Linked DNA regions of Ovis aries: all the other regions are linked to region 4. Evidence: chromatin contacts called from public Hi-C data. All regions are on one chromosome and are shown on one strand. The core of a region is the stretch at or near the end of the contact, and the rest is flanking DNA. Distances in the headings are between cores, read along the strand shown.

The links. A called contact is a pair of places that touch in the nucleus more often than the background predicts.
Region 1: a contact with region 4 is called in a Hi-C map of liver, with 5 times the contacts expected there. The contact joins the promoter of FAM219B here to the promoter of C18H15orf39 in region 4. A contact is called at or near these places in 2 of 16 Hi-C or Micro-C datasets (liver and muscle).
Region 2: a contact with region 4 is called in a Hi-C map of liver, with 4 times the contacts expected there. The contact joins the promoter of COX5A here to the promoter of C18H15orf39 in region 4. A contact is called at or near these places in 4 of 16 Hi-C or Micro-C datasets (liver, mixed tissues, muscle and 1 more).
Region 3: a Hi-C map of hypothalamus shows a contact between it and region 4, with 3 times the contacts expected there. The contact joins the promoter of PPCDC here to the promoter of C18H15orf39 in region 4. A contact is called at or near these places in 11 of 16 Hi-C or Micro-C datasets (blood, hypothalamus, liver and 5 more).

The regions. Positions count from the first base shown.
Region 1 is chr18:31,447,938-31,453,932 of ARS-UI_Ramb_v3.0, forward strand. FAM219B (family with sequence similarity 219 member B) reads left to right here and starts at 1,284. Exons shown (of 5, transcript XM_012098686.4): 1 at 1,284-1,498; 2 at 1,703-1,790; 3 at 2,494-2,571; 4 at 3,009-3,057; 5 at 4,882-5,995. The coding sequence starts at 1,303. The coding sequence ends at 5,043.
Region 2 is chr18:31,425,117-31,430,791 of ARS-UI_Ramb_v3.0, forward strand. COX5A (cytochrome oxidase subunit Va) reads left to right here and starts at 3,552. Exons shown (of 5, transcript XM_027957175.2): 1 at 3,552-3,743. The coding sequence starts at 3,638.
Region 3 is chr18:31,350,671-31,357,139 of ARS-UI_Ramb_v3.0, forward strand. PPCDC (phosphopantothenoylcysteine decarboxylase) reads right to left here and starts at 3,781. Exons shown (of 5, transcript XM_060401431.1): 1 at 3,636-3,781. It overlaps SCAMP5 (secretory carrier membrane protein 5), which reads right to left. Exons shown (of 8, transcript XM_012098681.5): 8 at 4,396-6,469.
Region 4 is chr18:31,201,761-31,207,739 of ARS-UI_Ramb_v3.0, forward strand. C18H15orf39 (chromosome 18 C15orf39 homolog) reads right to left here and starts at 1,733. Exons shown (of 3, transcript XM_027957169.2): 1 at 1,562-1,733. It overlaps LOC121817103 (a long non-coding RNA gene), which reads left to right and starts at 1,823. Exons shown (of 4, transcript XR_006056855.1): 1 at 1,823-2,020; 2 at 3,830-3,918; 3 at 4,037-4,106.

The DNA of each region.
Region 1 (5,995 bases), core at 34-2,533, 250 kb after region 4:
GGAGACCCAGGAGTGTCATGGATGAGGGCACTCTGACTCTTTCCCTACAAGTTCCTCAGATTTTGTGACATCAAGAGGGTTTTGATCACATTTTCTTTGGCCCCTTGGTGAGGTCTCCATCAACTTAACAGACAACTATGAGAAAAACCATCTCTTCAGAGTCCACAGAGAGCTGGGTTCAAATTCTAGGGTTACCACTTTACTGGTGAACTTGACCAAATCTAATTCTCATTTGCTTAATGGGAGTAACAGTGCTTTACTGGGAGGTCAGGAGGATTAAATATTAAGTCAAACCATATGAAATGGTTGTTTCTGGAAGTTAAAAACAGCGGTGGAATCTATCAAAATAGTTAGCTTTCCTTTGTGCTTCTCCACTCTTCGGGTGGCCCTGGGGATTCGTTAAGTTGCGCACTGCTGACCTACCCTGTGAAAGCTAGTAAATTAGCCTTGGGACAGCCTCATGAGATTTGGCAATTACTACAAGGATCTAGAACTACTTTCCAGCCAGCCAAAAGTACATCCCTTGGGGACCAGAGGAGTCAAGAGCCACGAAAGTCCTGTGCCCCGACACAAACTCAGCGCGCTTTCGCTTTTCTTCCCAAGTCCTATTTTGTCTTTGTTATCGCTATAAGACAGGTACTGATGTTGGTTGCATTTTGAAACGTGGAAACTGAGGCTTAGAGAGGGTCAGGCCTCATCCAAGGTCTCGGGCATTGCGCAGTGCTGGCAATAACGAGGGTCTGGTGTTATATCTATCAGGCAAGGAACTGCCTCTGGTTGTGTGCCCTCCACAAGGTCCTTGAACCTTTCTCTCCGACCTGTTTCATCTTCTGGAGAAGGGCGTTATTAACTCCCTTTCTCCTACCGCTCGCTTTCCGATTCAATCCAGCCTCTCTCCGGCCCGCCCTTGGGGTGCTCCGGCTGTGGCGAGAGGACCAGTGCGGAGACACTGCGGAGAAAGCGCAGGCATCAGGGCTTTGAGTGTGCTGGCGCACAGCCGCAGCTCCCCGGAAATACTGATATTTACTTTCGACCAGCGATAGAACTTGGCTTGACATCACCAGGTTCAGGCCGACTGCCAGAAACAATCAAGCGCCATAACGGAGGAACTGAAACAACCTAACCCCCGGAAAGGCGGGACAGTTGTGCCAATCCCACAGCAGGCGGGGCCAGAAAGCTCGGGTGGGCACGGCCCGCGCCTGCGCGCCGCCATCTTGCTCCAGGAGGGACCGCCTCCCTGCCGTCTGGCGGCTGGTTAGCCAGAAGGCGGGGCTTCGCGACTCGGCGGGGCGTGGCCGGGCGATGGCGACCGCGGATCCCGACGGGCAGGCTGCGCCCTCTATCCCGGGACCCCGGCCCAGCGGGACAGAAGCTGCGGGGCTGCTCTCCGGGCGAAGCGGCATTGGAGCCCCCCGGTTGGGGGAGCGGATCCCGGCGGCTGTGGAGAAGCGGGGCCCGTACATGGTGGCGCGCGCGCCTTCCATTCAGGCCAAGCTGCGTGAGTGCGGCCGGATGAGGGGTCTCTGCTTGGGCGGGCTGCCGCGTTCCCGGGCTGGCTCCGGAGCGCCGCTGGGGCGACCCCGGAGGGGCAAATGCAGCCCGCTCCCGCACCCGAAAATCTGTTCGGAGAGCGGGCCCCTGGCGTTTGGGAGACACGGCGGAGTAGAGAGGAGCCCGCTGATCTGGGCCCTTTGACTTCCAGAGAAGCACCGGGACCTGGCCAAGGCGGTTCTGCGGAGAAAAGGCATGCTGGGGGCCGCGCCGAACCGCCCCGACTCTTCAGGGAAAAGGTCTCAGCAGGCGCCACCTCCTCTGTGCAAGCGTTTTCACAGTAGGCCCTAGTGCTCAGGCTGGGAGACCGAGTACCCACGTTTAAAGCCGAGTTAGTCATTCCCCTGACGCCGGCCTGTCGGGTTCACTGTTTAAAAATGGAAAGAGGAACGACCTTTTCTTTCCTTTCCAGGGTGTGATGGTGTCGAGGAAAGAGCTTTGTTATGAGTTTTGTCAGTTCTTAGGGTCAATCACTGTCTAAATTAGGGAGGAGCATAGTGGCTGGGGTCCCCAGGATTGAGGATGGAGAGCAGCGTGGGAACAGCTAGGACTGTGATTTTTTCCTTAACAGAATGGTAAGCGCTGAGGGCTGGATAGGATCTTCACCAGGGCTTGAGCGAAGGCAGTTGAAGGAATTTGCCTAAGGACTTTGATTTTTCTGTTCTCAGGTTAAATAAGGTGGGGAGATGGGGCTTTTCCTGATTCTTAGAAGAGGAGGTGTGCTTATCCTCAGAAGTAGCAGGGGGAGCGGTGTGGGGAAGTGCACATACTAAGGAGCTGTAGCGGGATACACGGCAGGCAATGGTGGCTGTCCAGGTAGCAGATAAGCCAGGAGCAGTGCAGTCAGTTTTTTTGTTTTCCCCATAAGGGCGAGGACGCTGGCTTTCCCTGTGAAATGCTGGCATTGCATCTATGCTTGGTCTTTCCCCCATCTCCCCTCAGGTCAGTGAAGTTTAACAAGGGCTACACTGCTCTTAGTCAGAGTCCAGATGAAAACCTGGTGTCCCTCGACTCTGACAGGTAAGTGCTGTCCTTGGAAATACCCCTTGGGGAGTGCCTTGGATAACATTGCAGACGACTTGCTTCGCTTTTTCCCTGTCTCTTCCAAGACCTTTTGTGCATGTTCCAGGGCTGCTGCTTCAGAGCACTGTCTCTTCCGGGATGGCTTGCTTAGAGGACTCATAGGTGACCTTGCTGCTCTTGGATGTGAAGCACCAACCTTGTCTGGGGGAGTCATCCTGCCCTATTATGTCTGCATTATTAGTGACAGTGACTCTGTCCCTGATGGAGCCAAGAAGGAGCCATGGATACTCATGGCGGATTATGGGTTTGAGCTCTGTGGTGTGTGGTCTTTGCTTCACAAGTCCTCCAGACTCCCTTGCATGTTGTGCACCTTGCCACTTGTAGCTGTGCTCCGCAGGCATCTCCCTGAACTGACTGTCTTCCTCTTGTCCTAGTGATGGAGAGCTGGAATCCAGATACTCCTCCGGGTATTCCTCTGCAGAGGCAAGTCCAGAGTACTTTTCTGTGGCGGGGCCAGGCTGCAGGCAGTGTCATAGCCACTGCCAGACGCTTGTCTAGTTCCTGCCGTACACATGGCACTGTATCAGACTTCCCGCGTGTTCTCCAGTCTTCTGCTCTGCCCTATTCCCCTAGCAGAAGTTTAGGCGTCTGAAGAGGACTGTTGAAAGTCCAGGAGACTATGTGTGCGCTGCATGCTAAGTCTCTTCAATCGTGTCTTGACTCTTTGCGACCCTATGGATTACAGCCCACTGGGCTCCTCTGTCCATGGGATTCTCCAGGCAAGAATACTGCAGTGGGTTGCCATGCCCTCCTCCAGGGGAATCTTCCCAACCCAGGGATTGAACCAGAATCTCTTATGTCTCCTGCACTGGCAGGCGGGTTCTTTACCACTGGTGTCACCGAGGAGACTACAGACCTTTTTTTTTGGCTTATAGGATTTTCAATCCCTAACCAGGGATCAAACTCACACCCCCTGCATTGGAAGTATAGAGTCTTAACCACTGGACTGACCACCAGGGAAATCCCCAGACTCTTAGGGCTGGAAATGACCTCACAAGTCTTCTAATCCAAGCCACCACTTAGAAAAGGAATCCTCTCAATGAATCTCAGCTAAATGCTTATTTGAATGCTTCTTGTAATTGGGTACTCACTACCTCCAAGAAACCTTGCTGCCTGTCTTCCCCTGCAACACACACAATTCAGGTAGCTCATAGAGAAGTCTTCCTTGTTAACTGGAAAAGTCTCCTGCAGGTTGGACTTGGTGGTCTTAGTCCTGTCTCCAGTGACAGAGTAATTCTACTCTGCCTTCTTTTGATCATCTTTTACCTGAGATCAGCATTCCTGTCCCTCCCCTTTCCATCCTCCAAGCTTGCTTACTTCCAGGCCAGATAAATTCTGTTCCTCCTGTGTTCCATCTGTGGGAACTGTGACTGAGATAGATACTCCTGGGCTGGCCTTTTAGACAAGTGACTGTCCCAGAGTAAAACAGGGACCGAAGGTTCTGGCATCTGTGGCTTACTGCTTTTGACAGAGGTGAAGTGCTGGGGACCTGACTGTATACCACTGGTATTTCTTCCTCATGCTCCTGGAAACCCTTGGCCACCCCGAGTTTCTGCCAGAGAATACAGTTTGCAAATTGTATCCTCCTTGAATATCTAGGTGCCTAAGATTGTTAGAACAAAGAAAAGAAAAATAAGCCAAGAGCCAGAGAAGTCCTACACCCCCCAGTCTCATGTGCCTTCTGCTCAGTGGAACTGGTGAAGCCAGGCTGACAGGTTCTGCTTTGCAAGGAATGAGCTCTGTTGGCATCAAAGAGAAACATTGGCAGTGCAGAAGCAGCTCTTCCCCACCCTATTCTACTCTAACCCATTTTCCTCCACGGTTCTACTCCATTGTTCTGGTACCATTGTTCCATACTCTTCAGCCTTCATAGGAACCAATCTGGGTTCACAGTGGTAATGGTCAGGGCTTGACTTTCAGACATAACCTCGAATCTCACATTTATATCACCTGCCTTGGGATTCTTTAGTGAGGGCAGCTTCCTTGGGGCACGTGACAGTGCAGCCTGGACAGTCCTGGCTCAGGTCCCCGGATGTCCCCCACCCCCTGCTGGGTGAGACACAGGTAGGAAAAGGTAGCACTTCTTCCTGTAGTCCAGGGATGTGCAGGCCTGGCCTGAGGGTGGAGCACGGACAGGAGGAAATGGACAGTAAGCTCCAATGAGGCAATGTGGGTCTGCTTTTGGGGCAGCAGTCATTTCTGCCTTGTGGCCTGGCTTATAGTTCTCTCCTCTCCTGCTCTTAGCAGGTGAACCAGGATGTGAGCCGGCAGCTGCTCCAGGACGGGTATCACTTGGATGAGATTCCAGATGATGAGGACTTGGACCTAATTCCCCCCAAGCCTATGACCTCAACGTGCTCCTGCTGCTGGTGCTGTCTTGGGGCCTCTTCGTCCTGTACCCTCCAGTAGACATAACCCTCTAGGACAGGTCCTGCTCACCATGCCTGCAGAGTCCTATTGACCCTGTGTCGGTCACAAGAGTGCGGTGGGAACCCACTGCTGTCAACCCCAGGATCACTGGAGACACTGACCCTCTGGGAAAGGCAGTGACTGCAGTTACCCCAAACCTGGTGCTTCTCAGGCCAGAGGCCCCCATCTGGGTTATAGGGTGACAGGGGGAGTCCTGCAATTCTCCTCTGCTGTTGGAGTAGCATTTGGAGAAACCGCTTTAATAAGGGCAGGAACATAGGAATTCTGTTTCTTATGCTGAGTGACAAAACTGGCGAGGAGAGAAACTTACAGACGTCTTGATTGGTATTTGTCATGATGCCCTGTGGAGGGAAAAAGGGAGCTTCTGTGCCCAGGCTGTGCTGGCTGGTGTTGCATGGAGGCAGAAAATAGCACTTTATGGCTTGCAGCTGGGAGTCTGAAAAAGAATTTAACTATTTGGGGCCAGTTCAGCTCAGGAAATTCCATATTCTCTTCAGGCTCCAAGATGGGTTACATGTTTGCCGGTTGTTCCTGTATGACTGTGGCAAAAGTACGGCAAGTTGCTCGCTGGCACAGCCTGATCAAGGCTTCCAGAATCCTTGGAAGCTGAGCATTCCCAACTGGTCCACGTGTCTGCGTGAGCTTAGTAACTTGGTTAGTCCACTCCTAGTTAGAGAAAACTAACTGCTCCACCAGGTAGACAAAATTTCTTCCCTTGGTTGCCCTTCTTCACCTTGGTCTCAGCTAGTATCTTCCTCCAGTCTTTGATCTAAGGCTGAACGGAGGTTCTGGCGCTGGCCACAGAAGCCTGCAGTTTCTGGTTACCAGCAGAGGGAGCTGCAGGAGCAGTTAGGTGCCTTCCTGTTTGGATTTTTGTTTTTTTTTTTTCTGGTTTGTGAGATCTTAGTGCCCCAACCAGGGAGGGGTGGAA
Region 2 (5,675 bases), core at 2,302-4,801, 230 kb after region 4:
ACATTACTTTGCCAACTAAGGTCCATCTAGTCAAGGCTATGGTTTTTCCAGTAGTCATGTATGGATGTGAGAGTTGGACTGTGAAGAAGGCTGAGCGCCGAAGAATTGATGCTTTTGAACTGTGGTGTTGGAGAAGACTCTTGAGAGTCCCTTGGACTGCAAGGGGATCCAACCAGTCCATTCTGAAGGAGATCGGCCCTGGGATTTCTTTAGAAGGAATGATGCTAAAGCTGAAGCTCCAGTACTTTGGCCACCTCATGTGAAGAGTTGACTCATTGGAAAAGACTCTGATGCTGGGAGGGATTGGGGGCAGGAGGAGAAGGGGACAACCGAGGATGAGATGGCTGGATGGCATCACGGACTCGATGGATGTGAGTCTGAGTGAACTCTGGGAGTTGGTGATGGACAGGGAGGCCTGGCGTGCTGTGATTCATGGGGACGCAGAGTCGGACATGACTGAGCGACTGAACTGAACTGAACTGTCAGAGACACTTTCCTGTTGGTTTGAAGAAATAAATGGTGGTACTGTGAGGGGACTTATAGAGGATCCATGTGGTAAGGCCCTGAGGGTGGCCTCTAGGAGCTGAGGGTGATCCTTGGCTGAGAGCAAGAAAAAAACGGGGACTTGGTCCTACAACTGCAAGAAACTGAATTCTGCCAACAACGTAAACAAGCCTGGAAGAGGACTCTGAGCTTCAAGCGAGACCGCAGACCTGGCTGACATCTTGATTTCAGTCTTGTAAGACCCTGAGAAGAAAAATCAGTTATGCTATGAATGCATAACTGACCTACAGAAATGAGAAATAATAAATGGGTATTGTTTTAAACTTAGTTTGTGGTAAATTATCATTCAGCAATAATAAAGCTAATACAGGGACTTCCCTGGTGATACAGTGGATGGGAATCCGCCTGCCAGTGCAGGGGACAAAGGTTTGATCCCTGGTCTGGGAAGATTTCACATACCTTGGGTAACTAAAGCCCACTGAGCCCTGGTGCCACAACTACTGAAGCCCATGTGTCCTAGAGCCTGTGCTCCACGAGAGAACCCACCACAATGAGAAACCTGTGCACCACAACACAGAATAGGCCCTGCTCACCGCAACTAGAGAAAGCCCGCACACAGCAATGAAGATCCAGCACAACCAAAACAACAGCTAATACAGGTAATAAGGACTTAGAACTACCCTCAAAGTAGCAGGCGGTTCAGAATTTGCTGAGAAGCCAGCAAAGTCTACCTTTACCGGGAGTGGGGAAAGAAAATTTCTGCAGTCAGACAAACCTGAGCTCAAATCTAAGCACTATTCTTAATATTCATCAGTTGTGTGATTCTTGGGCAAGTGTCCTTTGAGTCTATTCCTTCATCCATAAAATAGGGGTAAATACTCATCTCACAACACTGTTATGAGGCTTAGATGGGATAATAAATAGTTTGTAGCTTGCAGTGGCACAAAATTATGATCATAATTGCTTTTGAAAACAACAACGAAAACATACAATATTGCGGTAGCCAATCTAAGGTACTGCAGGCAAAGACAAGTACAGTACCTTACAATCTGGGACTGGGATTGAAGTGCCATATAGCCAGCACTTTTTGTTTTTTTTTTTTCTTTTTAGCCGAGCAAGGCTTGAGGGATCTTAATTCCCTGACCAGGGACTGAACCCAGGCCACAGCAGTGAAAGCGGTGAATCTTAACCACTGGACTGCCAGGGAACTCCCAATGCATTCTTTCTTCCTCAAGTTTTTATCTTTTTTTTTTTAAATTTTAATTGGAGTATAGTTGATTTACAATGTTGTGTTAACTTCTGCTACACAGCAAAGTGAATCAGTTACACATATACATATACCCACCTCTTTCTAGATTTTTTCCAGTTCTTTTTCTTCCTTTTTAAAATGTATTTATTTATTTATATTTTTGCCTGCACTGGGTCTTCATTGTCACCCACCAGCTTTCTCTAGTTGAGGCAAATGGGGGCTACTTTTCCTTGTGGTGCTTGAGCTTCTTATTGCAGTGGCTTCTCTTGTTGCAGAGCACTAGCTCTAGGCACTGCGGTCCCAGTAGTTGTGGCCCACTGGCTTAGTTGCTCCTCAGCATGTGGGATCTTCCCAGAGGAGGGATCAAACCCATATCCCCTGAATTGGCAGGCGGATTCTTAACCATTGGACCACCAGGGAAGTCCCTTCCAGTGCTTTCTTAATCATGAGAGCCCTGCCATCTCCTGGGCTTCCAGTGCTTGGCAATTTAATGACTATTAATTGAAATCAAAGAGGTCATATCTTCCCCAGGTGTCTTTTCAACATTTTGGTGGGAGAAAATGAAGACAGTGCTTTCAAAAAAGATTTTTTATCATTTTCCCAGCCAGGTTCATACCCCTTAAAGCCATACTGCTAGGGAGGAGGCAGAAAAGGGTTATCTGCTGAAACCCTAGAGACAGGGCCTAGAGTCAGGAAGCAAAGCCTGAATCCCCACCTTTTCTTTCCTCAGTAGTTCCAGGGATAGAGAATGAGGGATAACAAGACAAGAGACTTGTCTCATTAACATTGCATGGCAGCTAGGTAATTCACGCCTGGGGAAAGTGGTCCAGCTGCTGAGGAACTCAAGGTCAGAATGCAGTTAATGAGGCCAAATTAGATGTTAAAAGTCTTGGCACCGGGGACTTCCCTGATGGCCCAGTGGTTAAGAAGCCCCTTGCAGAGGATGAGGGTTCAATCCTTGGTTGGGGAGCTACGATACCACATGCTGCAGAGCAACTAAGTCCCCAGCGGCCACAACTACTGAGCCCACGAACCCTGGAGACGGGAGTGCCTACCTGGCCAACAAAAAAGATCCTGCATGAGGAAACGGAAGACCCCACGTGACACAACTGAGACCAGAAGCACCCCCCCCCCCCCCCCAAAAAAAATCTTGCAACTTAATCAACAACCCCTCCTGTAGAGACTGGAGGAGGGTATGTCAGGGTCAGGCCGCGCTGACCCTGCAGCCACCTGACTAGCAGTGGCCACCGCAGGCCAGCAGAAATATCCAGGTGAGTGCTGGGAGCTGGGAATTCGGTGAAAAGAGCCTCGACTGCCGGCAAGAAATCTAATTTGAGAGCCCATTTGTTCTCTGTAAAGTCAAGTGATTGGACTCTTTTGAATGCTTGCGGGTTTCTAGTATAAGAAAAGTTACCAATAAGGTCCTTTATACGAAGGCAGTTGTTCTGTCCCACTCTCTTATTTTAGGCTCAAACCTGGGAAGGAAAGAGCAAAGAAGGTATTTTTTAAATTATAATTTGTAGTGTTATTTTCGCATGTTGAGGTGCAGGAGTCGTCTCCCGAGCCGGATCTGAACCGCGCTGTCTACTGACGGCTCTTCCCCTTCCTTCTATTCCTTGCTCCACGACGGCCCCTGCCGTCCAAGGGACCAGTAAGCCGTGGGGAAGCGACGCCGAAATAGTTTGTCCTCAGCGCGCCGCCGTAGCCTGCCGTTGGCCCAGTGATGCCCTCTTTCCGCCGAGGCGCGAGGGCCGCAGTGGGCGGACCCTTATGCTCCGCCCACCGTGCGTCGGTGCGTGAGTACGGCCCCCACGAGCTCCCGAGCGGTCGTGGGCTCACACCCGGCTTCTCTTCAGCCTTAACCTGTGCGCCGCCATCGCCGTCATGCTAGGCGCCGCTGTCCGCCGCTGCTCTGTAGCTGCAGCCGCAGTCGCCCGGGCCAGCCCTCGAAGCCTCCTGCACCCCACTCCGGCCCCCGGCCAAGCCGCCGGTAAGGCTCCCGCCTGCCGCTGTCCGCGCCCGCGTGTCCTTGCGGTGACCTGGGCCCCCGCCGCCACGCGATGGCAGGCTCTCCCAGAGGCCTAGCTCCTACCTTGCGGGCCGGCGGCTGAACCTGGTGACCGCTTGCCGTTCTCGCCGCCGCCTCGAGTTGTGAAAGACTCGAGGGCGCGCCCCCGAGGCCCCCCTCGGCGCGACTTCCTGGTGCGGGCACCGCGGACCGATCAAATGTGGACCTGCTGTGGGCGCCAAGGAGGGGGCGCAGCGCACCTCCCGTGCCCACCGGACCCCTTCGGTCCCCAGGCCGTGACCGTGCCCCGGCGCTGACCCTGCGGCCACCTGACTAGGAGTGGCCACCGCCGGCCTGCAGCGCTTCGGCGAAGGTGACATTGAGCTCAGGGTAGGGGCGGGGGTGATCCCTCCGGGGTCCCCGGCACCGCCGCCCCCAGCGTCTTCCAAGAACACGTTATACTTACGTGTGCGACACTTAACAGTCTTTTCATCAGACGTATCTCGGTTAGCGTTTTGTCCATCACTTAACCAGACCACTCTAGTATTTTTAGAGACTGCCTTGTCACATTGTAATTCTTAAACTTTTATGATAGATCGACGTGTGTAACTATTTCCTGAGGCCTGGAAGAGGGACTGACTTGATAGATCTTATGATAAAACTCTTATTTCAGGAATTGGATATCACAGACCCAGAAATAGGGGGTTCTGCCTATATGGGGAAGCTTTATGTTTTTGCTTCCGGTTAGAAGCCTGATTGCGGAGTGTAAGATGTTCTGTTGATTCCTGTCTCTTGTTCTGCCTTCCGGTTATATCTGTTCCTGGAGACTTTGTGTCTAGCACTTTTAATTATTTTAACTGCACTTTGGTTTCGGCCCATAATGGTAGTATATGCTACATAATGAAATTTGGCCCCTAAGCATGCATATTTAAACGTATGAACTCAAACTTTTGCTAAGATTAGACAGTGATTTATGTCCAATCATTCTAGCCGCCCACTTAAGCATAATTCATATACAAAAAACTGTATTTTAGGTGTTGTCCCATAAACCTAAATATTTGCCACAAGGAGGCAGTCATGGTTACATTCATGTCAACTACTTTCTAGCTGTGTGACCTTGGACATGTTAGTTAAACCCTAAGACTCAGTTGCCTAAGTCTAAAATTGGGATACTATTTAGTAGTTGTGAGGTTTAAATGAGATAATGTTAACTCTCAGCACCTTTCCTGGCACAAATGCTCGAAACATTTGCTTTATTTTTATAGTGCCTTTCATTTTTGCATATTATAGGTGAGGTTTATTATCATTATGAGACTGAAGAAATTTCATGCAAATAAAAGTCAGAAAGGCTTAAGATTCTTGGATGAGGCTATCCAAGAATGAAAGAGCTCTGGAGGGGTTAACCTGGGGAGCTTCAGGTTTGCTGTAAGTAAGTAGCAACCCAAACTGCCTATTTTGTCCCACTTCAGACTCCACCTTGTAACAGAATTGTTTTCCAATAACTACTGAATTAGATAATTAAATATTTTGAATAATTGCTAAATTCTCCAGCCAACCCTTAAAAGTTACACAGTCCTCACCCCTATTCCTTACCCTGATAGGCTATGAGAAGGTGGGAAGAGTTTCTGCTTTCTCTTTCTTGGTGGAGGGCTAAATTTAAGTAGCATTTTTAATTACCTTCCAACCTTTTCTGCACCACTCCCACATTTATAGATTTCTACCTTTTGGGCCCCTAAACCTTGTACTTCCGTATAGCTGTGTTTGAGCTTGTTTATATACCCTTTACATTAGTCAGTTCTTTCCATTATGCCTTAGAATCACCACCACCAAAATGCCTGTTCTTTGAGCTTTGTCTGACCTGTTTAGTTATTGAAGGGAATTAATGAGCCACTTAATTTTTCTAAATATGTTTGC
Region 3 (6,469 bases), core at 2,531-5,030, 150 kb after region 4:
CAGCAAAACATACTCATTCCATCAGCAACAATCACCAAGGGTGATCACACCAGGCAAAAGAATTTTGGAAGACACAGTTGCTGCCTTCAGGGAATCTGTGCATGGACTGAGAAGACAGAAGTCACACCTGAAATCATTTGAGATGGGTCCTTCTGTGGGATGGACCTTTCAGTGATCACTGATTCCATTTGGACATCAGTTTCCTTGCCTTTCCGTCACCACTTTCCCATCACCACCACCACCAGCAAGCTCCCTAAATGTCTGACCTGGTTTAAACACAAACCACTAGGCAGGTATCAGGCCTGTGGTAAGTCCTGAACATCTGCTGAATGGATAATCACCTGTACCCTCTGAAGCAGAGCTGGGCAGAGAACAGACACCTGGCCTATGAATAAGGAGCCCTGGGCTCTGTCCATGTGCTCTTGACCCACTGCGTAACCTTGGCTCAGGGTCACTCCCTCCCTGCACATGTCTCTTCATCGAATAACGCAAAGACAGGACCAGGTGATCTCTGAAGCTCCTCCCGTCAGTAACCTTCTGAGTCAATGCGTGAAAGACAAGAGGTAAAGCGGCGCTCTCTGTATCCCGGGACATGTACTCAAAAAGGGTAGAATCAACAAGGGGAAGGGACACCAAGGCAGACCCCGAGGAAGAAGTCCAGTGAGTCACTCAATGGCTACTTATCTGACTGCAACCCTTAAGGGCTCCCTCTTTACTCCGCAGGTCCCTTGGCTCCTTAGGGCCCCCTTGCCCATTATTTACCTTTAAGACTCAGACACATACCCATATGAGCTGAGGACCATGTTTGGGTCGATTATATCACTCTTATCTGGAAGGGTCTCCCAGGGGCCCAGACCCTTCTCAACAGAGGTTAAGCACAGGCCAGCTTCGTAGAACAAGACATCCCCCCAAAGTTCCATTTGTCAGCAATCTCAATCTCTGCTCCACATCAGAGCCTCAGCCAGGGCCATGTTTGCCCACAGCAGAATTGAGTCTACTCTAAGGCCTGGAGAGCTGTGTTGGCAGCTGACAAGGCTAGAGGGCCTATCAGCCAGCCTCTTCCCAGAACTAATCTGTGTGCTAATCAGCATCCAGGAGGCACATTCTCAACTCTCCAGAAAAACCCATCTGCCAAATCCCAAACCTTGACCCTTGACCCTAGCATACAACCAGGCCTAGGAAAAGAGAGATTCCTGCAAAATCAGAAACTGAATTTAAAATCTCCTCCTGGTGGCTCAACAGTAAAGAATCTGCCTGCAATACAGAAGATTGCCTGCAATGCAGGAAGCAGGTTCAATCCCTGGGTCAGGAAGACCACCTGGAGAAGGAAAATGGACAAAATCTCATGGACAGAGGAGCTTGGCAGGCTACAGTCCATGGGATTGCAAGAGTCGGACATGACTTAGCGACTAAACCACCAGCACCAGCACCACCACATCAAACTGATATAATTCCTAAGGAACAGGTTACTGAAAGCAACCAGTTAAATCTGGGGCAGGAATTCATGCTGGTGACTTCAACTGCTTCCCCACAGCAGGTGGTACAGCCCAAGATTTCCTATTAATACTTAGCCTGCTGAGCAATCTTTGTTAAGGACCAAACCCTAAATATCCTTCTAGAAAAGAAGAGGGAGGGGCGATATGTACTTTGGAGAGTAGATGATTTAACCAACATCTGAAAGCAAGGTCAAAATCAGCTCAAACTGCCAGTCCCATTGAGGGCAACAGTTGGCAGGAGTTCTCTATGTTTACTCTCAAAGCTATCTGTAGACAGCACCTCATCTTCCTGAGCTCTGCTGGACTCACAGGAACTCTTGAGCAGCAGAAACAGCTGGTAAGCAGAAAGGCCAAAGGGCTGAAAGCTGTGATTACTGAGCCTCAGGCTCCCGGGGTGCTAGCCATGCAGGCAGCAACATGCATGCAGCCACAGCCAGAAAAATGACAAGTTTCTCTGTCCTTTGAGAAAGACAAGGCCAGACAGATAAAGAGCCGCAACTTGTGGCAGCCTTGTGACGTGTAAGTCTCCTTTTCAAAGAGTTTAATTAGGGCAGAGTTAAGTAAGTTTCCGGAATGCTTGCCAATCACAATACGGGCAAGTGTGGAGCCAGGGCAGAACCAGGGCTTTAAAAAAAATCCAGATTGCGGTTTCAGGCCAGCCCAACCACAAACAGGAGCTGGGGCCCAGAAAAAAGAACTGAATTTGGGTGAGTGGGCAGGGAACCCAGGACTCTCTGGCCTGACATCAAAGTTCCTCACCCCTGGCCCCAAGATTATGCTCTTCACTTATCTCCCACCAGTCAATACAACTCTGCCCAAGTACCACCTGCAGCTCCTGGCAGTAGCACTCTTCCCCCAAACCCAGTCATTAAAAGCAGTGGCACAGCTGCAGGAGCACTTTAAATCCCTTCCTTCAAGGAAAGGCAAGGAACTCTTCAGGGAGAACTCAAGGTCTTGACATTCTGCTAAGACTGCTCTTCTCTCAAACCAGAAGCAGGCAGGCTTGATTCTGCAGCTCCTGGAACCCCGTTAGGCATCCTTCCTCAAGGCCACAAGTTGGGGACACGTTACATTCAGGCTTCCCAGGTGGTACTAGTGGTAAAGAACCCCCCTGCCCTTGCAGGAGACGTGAGACATGCAAGTTCAATTCCTGGGTGGGGCAGATCCCCTGGAGGAGGGCATGGCAACCTACTCCAGTATTCTTGCCTGGAGAATCCCATGGACAGAGAAGCCTGGTCCATAGGGTTGCACAGAGTCTAACAGGACTGAAGCAGCTTAGCACTCACACATTAATATTACATTCACACGCGGAGGCTACTAACAAGGGAGTGATTTGGGAACTGCTACCTCTCAGCCACTAGGAGAGATGAGGACAACTTCTGCTCCAAGGTACCCATCACTTCCCCAACTTGGGAATCTCTCCTGCCTATTACCTGGCACTGGCCTCCAATACTTCAAAGTGCAGCACTGAAGTTCTTCTCTGACAAAATTTGGCCTCACTCTCACTTTTTAACATCATTCAGCACTTTTAGAGTGCCAGAGGATAAGTGCAATATCCCAGGGCTTTCCTTTTTCTGTTGTATCAACTTGTAAAATGGTTTGTGCCTTGGGCCATCCCCTTTCCTTTTTGAAAGTAGGCTCGGGTTTTTTTTTTGTTTGTTTCTTTAAGGCAAGAGGTAAACGTAGGTAACCGATAGGGCTACCTTTTATAAAACTAGATTAAAGGGCCACCTTTTAAACTAAAGGGCCCTAGGCAACTGCAGAAGAGCATAACTCAAGGACGGGAGGGCACATACAGAAATGCACCACTTCATAGTATACCTGTAGCTGATTCATGCTGCTGTTTGGCAGAAACCAACACAATATCGTAAAGAAATTATCCTTCAATTAAAAATAAATTAATTTTAAAAAATAAATGCCCCACTTCAGGGTGGAGCTGGGAACAGGTCCATAGCGCTCCGGACCCATAGACTCCACAGCCCCTACACACACACTGCTACACACACACACACACACACACACACACACACACACACACACAGAAAACCGGAGATCGGCAGCAGACCCGCAGCGGCGAACAAAGATTCTTGGGCACCAATAGGAGAGGAAGGACACAAATGGACACACGCACCCACATACACGGAAACTGAGGTCACACAAAGAGGTCAAAGTCGCCAACGAAGCTTCCCCTGCCTCCTGCTTGCCCCACCACGAGACACCTGCCTCCTCGGTTCCCCCAGCCTCCTCACCCGCGCCAGGCGCGTCTCGGAGCAGCCCCAAATATCGCGGTATCCCGGTCGCCCCTCCCGCTGATTCTGCCTGGCATGCAACTTTACGGCTGCCGGAGGCTGCCTCCGCGACCGCGTAGCCTTCTGGGAGTTGTAGTCAACTTCTCAGCCTTCCAGGAACTGTAGTCCACTCGGGGAATCCCACCAAGAACACCGGTTCCCAAGTTCTTGGTATTTCCTGTGTTCATCTGGGCCTGCCAGTTGTCTGACCTCTTCATCCCCCCAGCCCCACCCACACTGCTTATCACTGCAGTACTTAATACTTTTACTGAGCCTATCTTCTATGTTTTTTGTTTTATTTATTCATTTATTTTTGGCTGTGCCAGGCCTTAACTGCTGCATGCGGAATCTTTTAGTTGCAGCATGGGGGATCTTTAGCTGCAGCAATGTGAACTCAACTCTTCCTCAGGAAACTCAGAACTCCTAACAGGCAGAAGGACTCTGTAGCAATTTCAAGGCTGCCTCAGAGAAAGAACTACACAGAAGTGTGTGACTTTTGAACTCTGGGAATGACAGGCTACAGGCCCATGGACCCACCCTACTTCCATGCCCCACAGCCCATGGCGAGGCTCCACACAGGCCCTCATGAAGACACACGACACAGCAGGACACAGAGGGCCAAATGTTCCCCTTTATTATGGTTCACTCAGTTTCCACAGACAGACACACTGGCTCAGGCAGCTCAACTGCCAGTTGGAGAATAGTCTGTGTTTCCCAGAAACAAGGAGGGGCAGAGGGCACCAGCAAAATGCAAAAGCAGGTCACTGGCCAAAGACCTGAGGATTCCCAGAACTAACCTCAGCCTTCCTGCACCCCACCCTCAAGCCAGACCATCCAGCAGAGATGAACCTGTGCCCAGCCCCCACTTCTGGTTCGGTTCCCTCCCCAGGAAAGTGCATAGATGCCTGGAGACGCAGCATCCCAGGGCCTGGACAAGCTGGGCCACACGCAGGTATAGCAGGTCTTCCGAAGGGCAGAGCCAGGGCGTGGCCATACAGGCCTGAGCCAGGAAAGAGCAAAGGCGGGTAGGACAGGAAGCTGACGGGAAGGAGCATCCAACAGGTCAAGGATGCTGTGCTGGCAGCGAGACCGCAGGCCTCCTGGAGTCACCAAAGAGAGAAAGGGAGAGGGAGCCAGAGGTCTGGGCAGGGAGAGAGGGAAGGGGAGAACCTAGACCTGGGGTCTCTTTTCGGGTACTAGGGGCTGTGACAACTGCTTTCCAAAGAGAAAGTGGTAGAGGAGAGTCAATCACGCTCTGGCCCGAGCCTAAGGGGCCATTAGGAAGATAACTTCCCAGAGGCCCTGGTTCCTCTTATAGGAAAATGAAGTACCTGGAGCTCAAAGCTCAGATAGCACTTGGAAAACCAGGTGCTGGGTTCTAAGCTGGAGCCACCCAGAGTGGCCAGGTGGAGTTTGTTTTTTCAAGCCAAATTGCCCAGGTGGGAGGAGGGGGCGATGAATGAGAAATGGGCAGCTGCTCCATGGGTAAGAACCCACTCCTCTACAGGCCTCCGAGAGAGCCAGGACCTCTACCAACAACATTCTCACAAGGCCTGGGACACAACAGGCCCACAGGCCTCTATCACTTTCCTGGAAAGGAAAGGAGGGGTTCTAATGGGGGTGAGGAAGGGCCAAGAATCAAGCCCAGTAGACAGAGGGGAGCAAGTAATCTCAATATGATAAAAAAAAAAAACCAACACCAGGAGCCAGAGAACTCCCCCCCCCCCACCCTCTAACCTGAAACCACATTCCAGCTATTGTGCCTGCTCATAGGGTTTGGCCCGTGCTTATTCCTAGACCTTGAGTTCAAGTGCCCAGAACTGCCCTTTGCTCAAGAGCAAGCTGGGGGTGGGGGGTGGGGGGGCGGGGCAGGGGGGATGCATGATCCCCTCTCAGTTGGTCCTGCCTACCTTTTCTTCTGAGAAGACTCATCCCTCCAGGACCAGTCCTCTGAGCATATCCCTTCTATCAGACCCAAACAGAACAGCTATTGCTCCCAAGAATCCAGTGGTCATTCAGAGACACCCAGCACCTGCCCAGTGGGCTTGGGTCAATCAGACATCACTCAGAGACCAGTAATTATTTATAGATCCTTTGTTCCAGCTGCACCTTTGGGCTTCCCAGGTGGCGCTAGTGGTAAAGAACCCGCCTGCCAATGCAGGAGACCTGAGTCAGGAAGATCCCCTGGAGTAGGAAATGGCCACCCACTCCAGTATTCTTGCCTGGAGAATCCCATGGACAGAGGAGCCTGGTGGGCTACAGTCCATAAGGTCGCAAAGAGTTGGACACAACTGAAGCGACTTAGCAAGCATACAGCTGCACCTTTACACCTGAAAACTGCCCAGACACCACCCAGCTCTTCAGGGAAAGCAGTGCAATCTGCCCCTGTAGATGGCAGACATCACCTAGCACACAGTAGGGGTAGGGCAGGAGAATCAGGCCACAGCAGCTGCAAGTGTGGGGAGGGACACAGGCAGAGGGGCTCGAGGGGGCTCTGGGAAGTAAAGGAGGAGAAGGCAAGGCAGGGAAGAAAGGACCCTGCCTTACATTTCCATCCCCTTCGGGTCAGGTACCCAGGAGGGCTCCACGTCTCTGGCTGTGTGTCCTCCCACATCAGGGCTCAGGCTCAGCTCCCCTGTCCTCTGTCTGCTTCCCGGATCTGAGAATGGGCTTCAGTCTCAGGAG
Region 4 (5,979 bases), core at 483-2,982:
GCCATTCTCTCCTGGGCTCTGCGCATTGTGTGCCCTTTGCCCTGGGGACTTCCTGTGACACCCCTGGGACTCATCCAATAAAAGTGAGGCCACTTGGGACCCCCAAATCTTGGGGGAGAGATGAGGGCTCCAGGGAACCAGCAGAGAGCTATGAAGGGTATGGGGGTAACACAACCTCCTGCTATTAGGAGGTAGAGAGCCCAGCACACAACCCCTCAAGGCAAGGCCCCTCTCCACGCTAAGTGGTAGCCCAAGTGTAGGTGCCTCCTTCCCTCACACACCTGAAGAGGCAAGCAATTGTTTGAAGAAGGGCAGGGCTCCAGGGAGCAGGGTCACATCACTCTTGGGGCCATCCAGCGGCTTCCTGACAAGTTGGAGCTGGGCTGGGAGCCCCATTCTCAAGCAGCGCCCAGGAGAGGAGCCCACCGCCGCCGTGCCATCCCTGCCCTAAACAGCAGGGGGCGCAAACAGCTCCCTGGCCCAGTTCCAACGCCTAAGGGGTCTCCTGATAGACATTGGACAAGACCAGGAAGAAGAGAGCGATCCTGCCCAGCTGTGGCCAGCGCCTTTTAGAGGCTGAATCGGCTCCGCTTCCCGTGTTCTCACACCTCCCCCGGCTGAGGTTTTGGGCCCTGCCTACGCTACAACCGCATCTAGGGGCAGCCCAGGCTCTAGCGGTGGGGGAAGGGTGGCGGGATCCGCTCCACGCCCCTGTCCTCTACCTGCCTCGCCCTGAACTCCAGTGTCTGGGGCCCTCAACCGACCTGGCTTTGGGGCTGCTGCCGCACCCGACCCCGCCGGCTTCCGGGTGTCCCCATGCTCTACCCGGCGGCGCTGGGGCGCACGTGCACCCCAGCAGGCCGATACACAGGCCGCCACCCATGCAAACCCGCGCCTGCAAGTACGTGCCTGGCCCGTATCTGCACACACTCCCCTCCAGAACTGCCTTCTCCCCTCGCTCGGGGCCCCGCACACCGACATCTAAAAACTGGCGGGAGGGCTGGGGTAGGGGGCGGCCAGGCAGCAGAGTTCGGGCAGCCACCGCCTCCGGGCGATCCCGCCAGCCTGGGCTGCGGCCAGAGGGTGAGTCAAGCCTTAGCAAGGAAACCGCAGGGCCGTCCCGTCCCAGCAGGGCGCGTCCAGGGCCCCAAGGCGTCTCAGTGCCAGCCGCCCCCAGGCCAGGCCCCCGCCGCCCCCTCATCTCCGCCCGGGCAGTCCACGTGAGCCGGGCCCCGCGGGAGGCCCGGGGGCTCGGCCTTAGCTCCTCTTCGCCAGCCCCGCGCCGGATCGGTCACCCGAGCTCCAGAGCGCTACCGGGCCCCCGGGGCCTCGAAATCCAGGGAAAGTCGGGGCAGCGGCGCGACCCCTGCCCGCAGCCCGCCCGCCGGGGGCCCCCCTCCTCGGCAAGAAGGAGCCACGCCACCTCGGCCCAGGCCCAGCGCGCTCCATCCCGGGACCGGCCGGTAGGGGCGCCCTGGGGCAGCGCCACCCGCCCCTTCCCCACGCGCCGCCCGCAAACTCGGCCCAAGTTTCCGCGCCCGCCGAGTGGGCGAGCTCCTACCTGCAGGGCACCCGGCTTCCCGCTGCTGCTGCCCGGCACCGGGGCCGCATCCTCCAGCGCCGCTGAGGACGCGCGTCCTGGTCCGGCCGGGCCCTGCGCGGGAAGTCGCGGTGAGCACCGAGCCCAGAGCCACCCTCCTCGCTGCCGTTCGCGCCGCCGCCGGGCGCCGTCTGCGGTCCCGGGCGGGGCGGGCTGGGGGCGGAGCGGGGGCGGGGCGGCCCGCGCAGCAGGGGCAGAGCCGTGCCGGGCCTCTGGGAGTTTGTGCTCCCCTGAGTCCCGGGGTGAAGAGGACCTGCCTCTGCCAGCCCTCCGGGGACCGGGCCGCCGGCGCTATGCACACTCTGTACCCCCCGCTCTCCGCGAAGCCATCGCGCGGCGCGCCCATCACACGCCTCCGTTAGACCCTTCATTCATTGCCGCCTTTTAGCTCTGTGAACTTGTGCCTGCCACTTGACCTCGGTGAGCTTTAGTTTCCTCATTTCGGTAAAACTAGGATTAAATTATATCATAATGGTGGTGTCGTAAGGCTTAGAAGTGTTGGCATTAAATATGTGACTCTTCGCTAGTACAGTTATGTTGCTGCTGCAGCTGCTGCTAAGTCGCCTCAGTCGTGTCCGACTGCGACCCCATAGACGGCAACCCACTAGGCTCCTCCATCCCCGGGATTCTCCAGGCAAGAACACTGGAGTGGGTTGCCATTTCCTTCTCCAAAGCATGAAAGTGGAAAATGAAAGTGAAGTCGCTCAGTCATGTCCAACTCTTCACTGACCCCATGGACTGCACCCCACCAGGCTCCTCCATCCATGGGATTCTCCAGGCAAGAGTACTGGAGTGGGTTGCCATTGCCCTCTCCCTTAGGAGGCTGGAGAAGGGCTCCTTAGTCTGTCCTCTCATTCTCGGTGCAGCCGGTGAGGGCAAATTTCTACAAACCTATCTCAATTCTGGTTAGGCCCCATACCTTCTGAGGAAGGGGTGATTTCCCCATCCCTAAAGAGAACCAGGGCTTCCCTGGTGGCTCAGAGGATAAAGAATTTGCCGGTAATGTGAAGACCTGGGTTTGATCCCTGGGTCAGGAAGATTCCCTGGAGAAGGAACTGGCAACCCACTCCAGTATTCTGGCTTGGAGAATCCCATGGACAAAGGAGCCTGGCGGGCTGTAGCCCATAGAGTTGTAAAGAGTCGTACACGACTGAGCAACTAACGCATGCAAAGTGGACCAGGTATAAGGATGCTGGGAGGTTCGCCAAGTCGCTTCAGTGAGTCCACTTGTCCTTTAGGACAAATATCCCTCAGTAAAACAGGCCTGCGCACGTTTGGCCTGAGAGGTCAGATGGGGTGGAGCATTCCCAGCCGGGATTGGGCTGTTACCTAGAGAGGAGCTGGAGGGGTGGAAGGACTGCCTCTCTGGGCCATCTCATGATAGATGAAAAGCCCCTCGGTGCAGTGCTGCTGCCTTCTCTGAAAAACCTGGTCCCTTGCATTTCCTGGGCTGCCCTAGGACTGGGGACAGGTGTGTGCCATGGAGGAGGGAGGGACCAGGTGGACATGCCAAAGGTCAAAGCCCAATCATGGGGCACAACCACCCAGGTCACCTGCTTAGATCCCAAAGTTCAGGCCTGCCTGAGTCAGAGGGCAGAGCAGGCCTAGGACTGCAGGTTCCAAGAGTAAGGATGACGCTTGAGCCACTGAGCTGGGCAGCAGAGGCTGGGCACAATAGCGAGAAAGAGGAAGTAAAGGCCACCCGGGGGCTGCAGAAAGGGTGCCACTCAATCGAGAGCTGGAGGATCCTTAGGAATTTGAGTCTGGAGAGAGCTGGGAAGCAGGGACTCAGAGAAGGTTGGGGCTTTCCCAAAGTCACACAGCAGGCTGGCATCAGGAGAGTGCATTTGTGTGCTGACAGCCAGGGGTCATGCCCCAGTCTCAGCTCACAGGCTGTGCTTCCCCACTGTTGCTCCTCACCAACTCTGCCCTCCCCTCTAAGACACCCATTTCCCTGTCTCTGCCCTGTAGTTAGGAGTTGGGTGGAGGGCAGTTTTCTCAGCGTTCAGGGTCTAGTCTCAGGACTGTCAAGTTGTATGCTCAGCGGCCAGGTGTTCTCTCCGATCTCTCTGAGCATGAGCGGGGCCCACTCAGGCCAGGATAAGGCTGGTGAGACCCAACGGGGTCACTTAAGATTCTGCAGTCCCAGCCCCACTGAGGCTTGTCTTAATCCAGAGACACTTCACAAAGTGTCTTCACTTAATCAGCATCTTATCCATTCCTTTTCAGCATCACTTAGATGTTACCTTTGTAACTTTCCGAACCTCAGTTTCCTTATCTGCAAAATGGGAACCATGAAACCTGCCTCACAGACTGAAGTGAGTGTTGAACAAAATCAGTGTGAGAAATTGCTGTAAACCCTAAAATGTTTGTAGAGTGTCAGCTGACCATGAGCTCCTGAAGGCATGACCCTGCCCTCTTCTTCTCTACCCTAAGGGTCATGTGGAGAGCCTGTGGAGAGCCTGTGTAGAGAGATGCCTATCAAGCCTTTGTTGGATAAAAGAAGGTAACCAGTACAAGGTGGCTGCCTTGGGATCCCCCCCTCCCTTCCACTGCCCAGTGTGATTCTTAGCCTGTGGTCATGGAGAGGAGAAATGGTATTGCCGTTGGAAGGAACATTGTGAGCCAAAGCAGAGAAGAGAATACTGCCCTTAAGTAGGGTTCCTGGCTGGAGGCACTGCTGCTGCGGCTAAGTCGCCTTAGTCGTGTCCGACTCTGTGCCACCCCAGAGACGGCAGCCCATCAGGCTCCGCCGTCCCTGGGATTCTCCAGGCAAGAACACTGGAGTGGGTTGCCATTTCCTTCTCCAATGCATGAAAGTGAAAAGTAAAAGTGAAGTCGCTCAGTCGTGTCCAACTCCTAGCGACCCCATGGACTGCAGCCTACCAGGCTCCTCTGTCCATGGGATTTTCCAGGCAGGAATACTGGAGTGGAGGCACAGTAGAATATAAAAGCCTGGAAGGGAGGACATTCCTCCCCACCCTACCCCCAACACACACACACCCTGGAGCTGCATGGAATCCGAAGGCAGATTCTCCTCCTCCACCCCACCCTAGACACTGATTACTCCTCCTGGCTCTCTGGGAAGGCAAGGCCAGCTTCCTGAACCTCAGCTTGTTACCTACACATGGTTATTGATAACAATGTCCCTCGATATAATGAGGCCACACCTGCTATTTACAAATCTCCTTCCTTCCTCACAGGAGCTCCTTCTATAAGCAGAGAGACAGAGCAATGCTGTGCCTTTCCCCGAGACACACAGCAACATGCTCCCCAATCCTTTCAGACCTAGCTATAGACATTGCCTCCTTCGGGGAGACCCCCAGATTGCTTTAAGGTGCTCCGTCCTCTATACTTCCTCACGCTTCTCCTCCTTCCACCCAGCAGAGGAACAGCTAGCTCCGTGCTGGTGGTGTTACTGAGGCAAGCTTGCTCTGCTCCCTGAAAGACAGGCCAGTGGATCGGGGATGAGGTGCTGAGGCAGGGAATATAACTTTATTTGAAAAGCTGGCTGATGGAAAAGATGGTGGACTAATGTCTCAAAATAACCATCTTATTGGGGTCTGGATGCCAGGTTCTTTTATAGATCAGAGATGGGGGAGGTGAGGAAACAAAGGCTGTTAATCTTGCAAATATCTCTTAGAATGGCAAGCTTCAGAAAAGGAATGTGTTAATTTCTTCCTTCCTTCCATCCACAGGTGTACAGGGTCCTGAACAGAGGCACTTTGGTTTATTGGTCAGGGGTTCTCTGAGGCAGGCCATTATGTATGATTATAATAACAAAAGCAATGAAAAGCAAGTCAATGAAACAGTTCCAACATGGAGTCAGAATGAGCTTTTCCCTGCAACAGTGGGTGAGCAAGGGAAGAAGGCAAGCAGTTCACACTCCTTGAATGTGGCCCTCAGCCGTACATCACATGATAGATGTGATCTCATTTAAATCTTACAACAAGCATATGAGGCAGGAGTGTGAAAAGCAAGCAAACTGTGGTGTGCCCTGCTGGGCTGTGTCACCTTAGGCAAGCCCCTTAACCTCTCAGTTGCTCATCAGTCAAATGGTCATGATTAGAACACGTCACAGAGTGCCTGCAGATCCAAGGAGTTCACAGCTGGTTTTTGATAATAAATCCTCAACCAGTGGTAGTTCTGGAGGGGGAGGGGGAAGCGGCTTGCCCACAGAGCCAAAAAATAGAGGAGCTGTGACTTTCCCCACCAACCCCAGACTGTGTGACCCTGAACCCTTCTGAGAGAAGGCTTAGGCACAGCTGGTGGTCAGGAAGTCTCCACCACCCAAGTACAGAGTCTGAAGAGGGCCCTGTCCCAGTGGCTGCTGGCCTGGGTGCCAGGCATCTCAAGGGGTTTGGACTGGATAGGACCTG